Linked DNA regions of Mus musculus: region 2 is linked to region 1. The links are chromatin contacts, called in public promoter capture Hi-C maps. All regions are on one chromosome and are shown on one strand. The core of a region is the stretch at or near the end of the contact, and the rest is flanking DNA. Distances in the headings are between cores, read along the strand shown. Region 1 overlaps Syt16 (synaptotagmin XVI). Region 2 holds the start of 1700086L19Rik (RIKEN cDNA 1700086L19 gene).

Region 1 (4,810 bases), core at 1,593-4,092:
AGACTTGTCACCAAACTCTAGAGCATCAGTCCTAGAAGTGAGACCAAGGGTCAGAATAAAACAGCCTGTGTAACAAGACACAAAACCAACACTTCAGAAGACAGAGGCGGCAGCTGTGATTTGAACTGGAAAAGAGCAGTGCTGCCCTCAAAGTAGATGAAGGATTCCTGTGACTTCACATTCTACCTGCAGTGCCTAGTGCACAGAAGTGACCAGACTGACAGAGAAACAAATTTGGAAGTGTGACGAAAGGATGGACCATCTAGTGATTGCCATATCCAGAGATCCATCCCATGATCAGCTTCCAAACACTGACACCATTGAATACACTAGCAAGATTTCACTGAAAGGACCCAGATATAGCTGTCTCTTGTGAGACTATGCCAGGGCCTAGCAAACACAGAAGTGGATGATCACAGTCAGCTATTGAATGGACCACAGGGCCCCCAATGGAGGAACTAGAGAAATTACCCAAGGAACTAAAGGGAACTGCAACCCTATAGGTGAAACAACAATATGAACTAAGCAGTACCCCGGAGCTCTTGTCTCTAGCTGCATATGTATCAAAAGATAGCCTAGTCGGCCATCACTGCAAAGAGAGGCCCATTGGACTTGCAAACTTTATATGCCCCAGTACAGGGGAACGCCAGGGCCAAAAAGGGGGAGTGGGGGGGTAGGGGAGTGGGGGGGGTGGGTATGGGGGACTTTTGATATAGCATTGGAAATGTAAATGAGCTAAATACCTAATAAAAATGGGAAAAAATAAATTTTAGAGCATAAAAAAAAAAGAAACAAGAAACCTATGCATGTGAAGGGTGGTAATCAGTCAGTGGAACTAATCTCAGGCTAACTCAGAAGTGGATGTCAGAGACAGAATCAGTCCAAGGAGAAAATGATCATAAAGAATGCCAGGCAACAACAAAAAAATCTAAATGCTCTAACATTAAAAACTAAAGGGGAAACTTAAGGGTTCTTTGAAAAGTCCATTGGAAGGCATTTTGCTGAGACAAACACTCAAAGGAGTGGTTTCCTGAAGTAGACACAGGTGAGAGGCCGAGGCAGAATTGTGAAGGAACGTTTCACTAAAGCAGACACAGAAGCAAGGATGTTCTGCTAAAGCAAGCACATGAAAGAACATGTGATGAAGAATTTTTTGCTAACAATACGCATGTATTGGTCCACTTACATTTTGTAGTTGAGCTGCATTTGTCTGGGCTCCATAGAGAGAAATGCACCAAAAAAAAAAAAAAAAAAAAGTTCTGGTGTTGTACTGCAGCTTCTTGCCACTTCCGTGGACTTGGCCTGATTGGCAGAGTGAGGCAAGATACGTGGAGGACATGTGATGCTTGGAGGGAGTGTAAAAAGGACTTGACAGACAGGGATGGAGGCTGAGCCTGGCTTGCTTATAGAGCTAGCTGTGCAATTCTTGTGGGTCCCATGTCTTCGCTGATCTTCACTTTGCTGAGAGAGAACAGGGTCCCTCCCACTGACTTGTGCTAATTCAACTGAGACCTGGCTGTCTCTGGTAGGTCATGCTACTGCTGCTGCTATCCTGACACTACTAAATTAGAATATGGGTCTATCTGTAAAGTGTTTACGAGTGGATCGAGCTGCCACTACTGACCGGTGAACTAAACTACTGATTTTCTGATAACACAGATTGGATTTGCTCCAAAGAACCATTTCTAAACAGGTCCACTTCTCCCATATCCTTTTATTCCTACTACCTCCTGTGGGTGGTGGGCTAGAAGGGAAGTTAAAGCGTTATCAATAGAACCATCAATAAAATAGACATTTAAAAAATTAAGGTTACAGAAAACCATCTCTGAGGTTGTTTTGAAATGTCATTGAATCAGTTTTTCAACCAATCAAAAGTGATAAGGATGTAAGAACCAAACTCAGAATTAATCAGTCTGCAGGTCACAAAGGTCTGTAGAAAATAAACAAGTTCCCAGTACACCAAAGAGGCCAACAGGTGTTTATCTCGGGTCAAAATAAATAATAAGTAAATAAGTGGCCAAAGTATGAAAGAAAAGTATTTGAAAATGATAGTCTAGGGTCTCTCAACTTTACTGGGAAAGAAATAAACTTATGGATAATAGATATCAATAGTCTCCTCAGAAAATCAGCACGAGAGTCAACTAAATAAAGGGCAATGAAGGCAGGTGATTGGGAATTACCAGATTAAAAAAAAAAAAAAAGAAATCAGCAGATTACAGTACAAATGTTAAGTATGGCAAAGAGAGAAGCAACTCTTACAAGTTTTCATCTGACCACTGCATGCATTCTGTGGCATATATTCACACACACACACACACACACACACACACACACACACACACACACACACACTACAAAAAAGGAAGAATTGAATTTCAAAGCTGATAGAAGGAATGCAAAACAATAGAAATGGTACCGATATGGGCAAATAGGAGAGAAGATAATTTTCAGTTTTAGTTTTTCTAAACACTAACTGACTAAAGAGCAGGTATGATATTGCACGGTAGGGTTAATCAAGGATGAAAACCAAATCCTGAGGCAACACCTCAAAGGAAAAAGGAAGGATGAAGGCTGTGCTGTGGCACATGCTTCACAGCACTATCATTAATGATAGCAAGCAAAGCACACAGGCTATGAAGTGGCACAAGTGTGACTCACAAGAGACCATGCAAACATGAGCACATGTGCTCTCTAGAGCAACCACCCACGGAGTAAAATAAACAAAAAATGGCTAAAAATTTTAATCAAGGGGCTAAAATAGAACGCTAAGAAGACAGGTGATGGGTGCAACCACTAAGCAAGGAGAGAAACTGGAGACAGGAAAATGCAACAGAAAGAAAGCAGGGAAACTAGATAATGGAGCCAGTTGATGTCCATGCACTCAGTGGAAATGACTATGTACTCCAGGTGTCCCTACAGCTTGCCAAGGTAAACAAGGGAGTGAGATTAACTACCCAGTGGTTACTGGAAACATATCTTAAAGGCAAATATGGATAGGTTGTATATAAATAACTAAAATATATATTTGCAAGCTATAAGCAGAAGAAATTTAGTGCTGTGGCATTCACATCAGATAGAATCCTTCAAGGCAAGGAGTATTATGTTAGATTTAAGTGCTTTTTACATTACAATGATGAAGTGGTCGATTTATCAGGAAGATGGGAAATAAAGATGTGGGCACATCTATTAACAGGGCTTCAAACTCAGTGAGGAACACAGAAATAAACTGAAAAGAAAAAAAAAAATCAGAAAAGTTAGAGGGCTGGCAACATGGCTCAGCAGATAACAGGATTCTGCCACCAAGCCAAATGACCTGAGTTCAAGCCCCAGACTCAATGTTATAGAAGAAGAGAACCAACCCCTTCTGCAAGATGTTCTCTGGCTTCCAAACGTGCCATGTGGCACATGCACTCAACCACAACAATAAATAGAGACAAATAATAAATGTCATTTTTTAAGTTAGAGATTTTAACACCTACTTCTCTCAGCTTAGAGAGCAACTTACAGTCAGGAACTGTCTAGCTTTGTGTTGTGATGACACATATAGTTGACAGTGTTGGCATGCATTTGAAAAGCTCATCCTGCAGTTGTTTGATGGAGGGCTAGAGGATATCGGTCTCTGCACAACTCTTGCAGAAGCAGAGAAAGAAGACACTTCTCCAGCCATTGAATAAGGTCAACATTTCCTAATACAAGCACTGGAGCACGTTTGTATTCCAGTTCGTGCATGCATACATGTGTGCATATATGTATGGGGCTGGGAGTATATGAGGAAGCCAGAGAACAAGCCTCGCTAGCTTCCCTTCCGTTTTTATTATTATTATTTTGAGACAAGTTCTCTCATCAGCCTAGATCTAATCAAGCAGGTGAAGCTGGCTATACAGGGAACCCAGGAAATTCAGCGAATCCTGTCTCTCATGTATGCCATTATAACTGACTTTGTTAATGTAGGTTCAACAAATCAAACTCATGTCCCCACATTTGCAAAGGCCACATTTAACTGAGAGATGTCTTCACAGGCCATAGACATCTCTTGACAATAATATCACAGGTACAGAAAATTATGTGTCAATATAGGGCAGGGGAAGGGCATAGGGAACTTTCAGGATAGCATTTGAAATGTATATAAAGAAAATATCTAATAAAAAATATTCCATATGATCATGACAGCAAAATATCCCTAGCAAAATATAAAACGCCATCCAGTAACACCCTTAGGTAATCATGGGTTATGCTCACATGAAGTGTATCGTACAAACAAATGCAAGCTTTAAGATACTAAAATCAACCAATGTAATTCAGCAAATTAACACAAGGAAAGAGAAGGAATGAAATAACCATGGCAACACAAGCAGAAAAAAATGCTAACAGATTGATACTGACTTCTGATCAAATCAAACAGCAAAAAATGAGCACGTTAGGGTACACTCCCTAATACAACAGGGGAGCAAGAATCTACTAGAACATTGCAGCTCATATCAACTAAGGAAACTAATTGGTGAAATTAGCAGAGAAGTCTATAAAAGTCAGCTATTCTCTAGTAACAAATTAAAATGAAAAATGTAAAACTGTTTAGAACATCACCCAAATGTACCCAATTCTTCGAAATAAATTTAACAACAGGCATTCGGCACTCTCACATTGAGTAATAAAATATTACTCAGAGAAAACAGAAAGAAACTAATAGTAAGAGCTCATTCCCAAATTAGTCTACTGATTTAATGCAACCCAAACTAAAGTCCAAATAGACTTTTCCATCACACTTGACAAGTGTACAAAGTTTAAAGACAAATAGACATATATTTTAAAG
Region 2 (4,512 bases), core at 90-2,589, 72 kb before region 1:
GAGTGTATGTCTAGGACAGCCTCGGAAGATGTGGTGAGAACTCCCCTTGGCACATGGAGCATGTCTCACAGCCTCGGGCTCATGAATGGGGACCTGGGATCTTGAAACAAGGAGACATACTGGCATAAGACACCTCTAAAGAATCAGGGATGCAGGGACATGAATAAGTTATCAGGGCAGGAGAAGGCGGGTGGGGTGGGGATGGGGGGCGGCACTGAGACGTTTGAGGTGGGGCCGATCTGGGACATGGTTTAGAAAGAAAGATAAACCTTCAAACTCAGGATCACTTAAGTTTAAGTAGGAGCGACGTCAACTCCCCCTAAGAGATCTGAAAAGTGCACAATAGTTCATCTTGTCAGTGATTTACTCGAGCGGTTATTTTGGGGAAATGTGATTAAAAAAAAAATCACAGCCAGCTCTTGTATAATTTTAGGCTGCATCACCCTCCAAAATAACAAAGCAATTAACTCAAAACACCATAACTTGTTCTTTCTCTGACATACTGACTCTTTCTGGCAAGGTCTGAAGTAGCTGCTCCACGTTTGAAGATAGTTCTCAGCAAAGGGTTCCGTTTAACCACACCTAGTCTGCATGGCTGTGTGCTCACGGATCTCATCATCTTCTATATTTAGAGAGACGGGCTTTCCAAGGGAAGACGGGCATCCAATAAGGACGATCCCATCTAGAGAGGTGAGTTACTATGGTTACTGCTCAGGAGGCTGAGGACCAGTGAACCACTGCTCCTGGCCAGCTGGACCCTTTCCAGATGAGGACCTAAAACAGAAGCCCGTGTTGACTGAATTTCGTGGAGCCTACTTCGTGTCGTTTTATCCATAACCACGGGCTGCCTTTGGGAGCTGCCTCCAGCTCTCCAGCCTCGGGCAGCCAGGCAAAGCAAAATCAAGGAAGGTGGAAAACTTCTAAGCACTAACAGACAGTAGCGAACAGAGGGGGAGTCTCAATATCCAATCCTGGCATTTAAAAAATCAAATCAAGTTATTCGGGACCAGTGGCTAGTCACTTTTCAGTGGCTGGGGGCAGGGTGGGATCCGAGGCCAAGTCCCTAACCTCCAGCCGTAGGGAACGCGTCTTCTCTGGGCCTCGGGTCAGATGCCTGGCTGGAGGGGTCCTGGCAAACCTTGAGAGGGGTCCACTTACCCGAAGACTGCGTGTGCAAATGTTTCACAGCTCCTGTTTTTTCGCGAAGGTGTCACTCTTCGGACGGGTTCTGACAGCGACAGCGACAGCGGCGGCGGCAGCGACTGCAGCTCGGCGGGGCGGCCGGCTCCTGCAGGTCGGTCCCTCCTTCTCTGAAGCGCCTCTCGCTCCGGCTCAGAACGCGAGGCGGGCGCGCGGCTTTTCTAGGCGCGCATTGGACCAAAGGGAGCAGATGTTATCCGGTTGCTAGGAGCGTTGCTAGGAGGCGATGACGCCCCTCCACCGCCCGAAGCAACTTTCCTGAAGGTCTCGGGCGCCAGAGGGGGCTACTGAGAGCCAGACTGGGAGCTCTACCGGGAAGGAAGGCTGAGAACGAGGGGTCCAGCCACGGGTCACACTGACTTGGTCCAGGAGAGCTGGCGACACGGGAGCGGGAGCGTCGCGGGCCTGAGCGTTAAGAGGAGTCTCGCGTCCCAGAAAACGGTCACTCACTGGAGGCTGGATTGGTGTCCCCATGGAAGTTGAATGGGGACAGAGGTGGAACTGCATTTAAAGGTGTGAGGGATCCTTTGGCTCCGGGACTGTGTCCCACTGTGTTCCTGTTACTACAAGCAGGTTTGAGCAATTGACAGACTTGAAAGAGGGAAATATTAATCCATGAAACTCAATCCTGAGTCTAATTCCTTTGGGCACCCTATATGGCTACCTCCTAAAAACGGGAGGATGGCACCGGGTAGACGAGGGGGAGTGTTTCCATGGGGTGTTCCCATGGTCTAGTGTTCTGCCTCTATACCATTAGACTTCATCTAAATGAGAGAAGAATAAACCCTTCAATTAATATGAAATGTTCTATAAAAAATAATCACACAAATGACATGAAGTTGGAAGAAAGATGTAGGGGTTTCCAGGGATAGTGGTCCCGGGAGTGGGAAATGAATATGGTCGAAACACATTGCATACCTGTATTAAGTTCTCAAAAGGCAAATAAAATCTATCTTTTTAAATGCACCTCAAAAGGGTACTTTCCACAAAGGATACTGGGGAAACTACATATGTTTCAGTCATTGTTGCTTTAATGTAGTTTCCACAAAGGTTTGCAGCTTCTCCAATTTCTTGATAGAGCTTATTTTGATTCAGTTTTTGTTTGTATTCTTGACCATTGCTTCTCATCCTCACCGTGGCTGTTGTGAAATGGTTTTATTTTATTGAGGGGAAAGAAAAAAAAGAAGACTGCAAGAACCTCAAAGTGGGAACATCTGAGAAGCCAATGAGCAAATTCAAGAAAGGAAACCAAAATACCTAGTAAAGAAATTCTGCTTAGCATGCTCCCTTGATGATAAATTTCTCCTAAGAAAGGAGTACAGAATTTCCCTGGCTCCCTAGAGAGTTGGGCCAGGGCCAGGGCCAGGATGGAAATCAGCACCCCTGGGACTCACTTAGAAAGAAATACTGTGTTTAGATCCAAGCCAGGCTGCTGCTGCATAGCACTGGGTTAAGTACTAAGGGGTGGGGGTGGGGGCAGCCATCTTCAAGGCTAGCGGGGTACAGTATGATCCCACAGTTCAGAGGTCTCCAGTACCTACTTCATGCCTTTGTCAAACTTTAATCTCTGGAAGCGTATTTGCCCTGAGGTTTGAGACGATCATGAGGTAATCTGGAGATGTATAAGGAAGTAATAAATAGCCAAGGTAGGCTAAGGAGGTAATAATCACAAAGTTACTGTTATGCGTCTAAGGGGGAACTTTGAGAACAGTTGTGATCCTCCAGACAACCAGCAGTATGTCACATTGCTACTTCACTATGGGCAGCAAGAGACTAAAATGGGGCTGCCATCTCTTTCCTTCTCTAGCCCTTCCCTGGGACTCGCTATACCTTTGACCTTCAGTTCCAGTCGCACTGGACTCTCCTCTACCATGTTTGGAGAAGGTGCCAAGGTCTCCTGAGTTATGTGAATGATATTTCTTGTTTAACGTGCCTGCCTCCCTCTCACCTGGCTTCCTCCCATTCAGCCTGCAAGATGCTGTTTAAATACATTCTCATTGCAGCTTTCGCAATTACAGCCCAACTCACACTCCCCAATCCACCCTAGAGTACTGCTGCCATACTCTAAATGAGTTCCCTCAGGATAATAGGGAGTGCCCGGCACGTAGCATACAGCTCCAGGTACATGCCAGAGAGCACAGAGCCTGTGGTCAGTGGGGATACCTCCAGATCTCTGGTTTCCTCAGCTGGTAGCTGTCAGGGCTCTACCCAGTCTATGAGGGAAGCCAGGAGCTGCCTTCATTTTTCAGCTAGGGGGTGGGAAAACTTAGTGAAGCACTGTTCTTAGGCACCAACTTTGTTTCCTCTTTGAAGACCACTGTCTGGTCTCCATTAGCCACCCAGGAAGTATTCAACCCAGAGTCACTCTGATATTTTACTAACACCCTTAAGCCAGTCATCTGAACTGAGTGTGAGTCCTCTGAGTTGAACTGTCCTCTCTTACTTAAAAATGGACAATAGCAAGGGAGGTGAAGGGCTTACCAGGAAAACATAAGACCTGAGTTCAATCTCCAGAAACCATCTTTAAAAGTTGAGCATGATGGCATATACTCCCAAGGCAATTATATATATATATATATATATATATATATATATATATATATATAGGCAGTATACCCCAATATATATATATATATTGGGGTATACTGCCCATCCCTAGTAATGGGTTATGCCTCAGGAATAGCACATCTGCTTAGCATGGATGAGCCTGTAGATTCAATCCCTAGAACTGAAGACAGACGAAAACCCCCACCCATAATCACATGGCATGTCACTATGGAACCAAGGCAGAGAAACCATCTGGGGGAGCAGCTTGACTCAGCCAATATGGGTACAGTGCAATGTATCTGAACAGATGAGGGAACCTGGCCTTCTGTGATGTAACTTCCTGGTGATTGTCACATCTCCCTTTCGTGGAGGGCTCCCATAAGAAAAACAATAAACATTAATAGACACGGGTCAGGGTGATATCAGGATGACAGCATAAGCCTTACGGCAAAACTTGACAGCATAAGCCTTACGGCAAAACTAAAAATAGAATAAAGGCACAGCTCTTAATCCCTGTGGGCCCATTGATATCTGCAAAGATTTGTGTTGTTTGGTGACAGTAACTTGCTGCGTATCCCAGGCCAGCTTTGAACTCTAGACCTCCTGCCTCTCAGCTTTCTGAACGCTGAGATAACAGGCCTGTGTCACTATGTCCAGACTGTAGCAGGTGGAACGGCACAGATGTTTTTCCTTGTGCCAGCCTCCCGTTGAGCTGTAATCGCAAGTCGTCCCGGAGAAACATCCCCAGAAACTCTGAGGCTCAGA

What was found. Promoter capture Hi-C pulls out the DNA fragments that hold promoters and counts their contacts.
Region 2: a contact with region 1 is called in a promoter capture Hi-C map of hippocampal neurons, with 3 times the contacts expected there. The contact joins the promoter of 1700086L19Rik here to the enhancer-like site in region 1. A contact is called at or near these places in 2 of 39 promoter capture datasets (embryonic stem cells and hippocampal neurons), 6 of 484 Hi-C or Micro-C datasets (cerebral cortex, cortical neurons, embryonic stem cells and 3 more) and 3 of 115 datasets of contacts at active chromatin or transcription factors (SST interneurons, forebrain and neural progenitor cells).

What each region holds. Positions count from the first base shown.
Region 1 is chr12:74,210,188-74,214,997 of GRCm38.p6, reverse strand. The region is part of intron 3 of Syt16 (synaptotagmin XVI); the gene reads right to left. Among named protein-coding and RNA genes, the nearest start is that of 1700086L19Rik, 72 kb to the left of the region's middle. Within about 2 kb of position 2,842, at least 4 of the 459 cell types and tissues checked have an H3K27ac peak or open chromatin away from gene starts, as enhancers often do. A contact at or near this core is called in hippocampal neurons, where this site is marked.
Region 2 is chr12:74,281,103-74,285,614 of GRCm38.p6, reverse strand. It overlaps 1700086L19Rik (RIKEN cDNA 1700086L19 gene), which reads right to left and starts at 1,339. Exons shown (of 4, transcript NR_030735.1): 1 at 1,159-1,339; 2 at 1-100.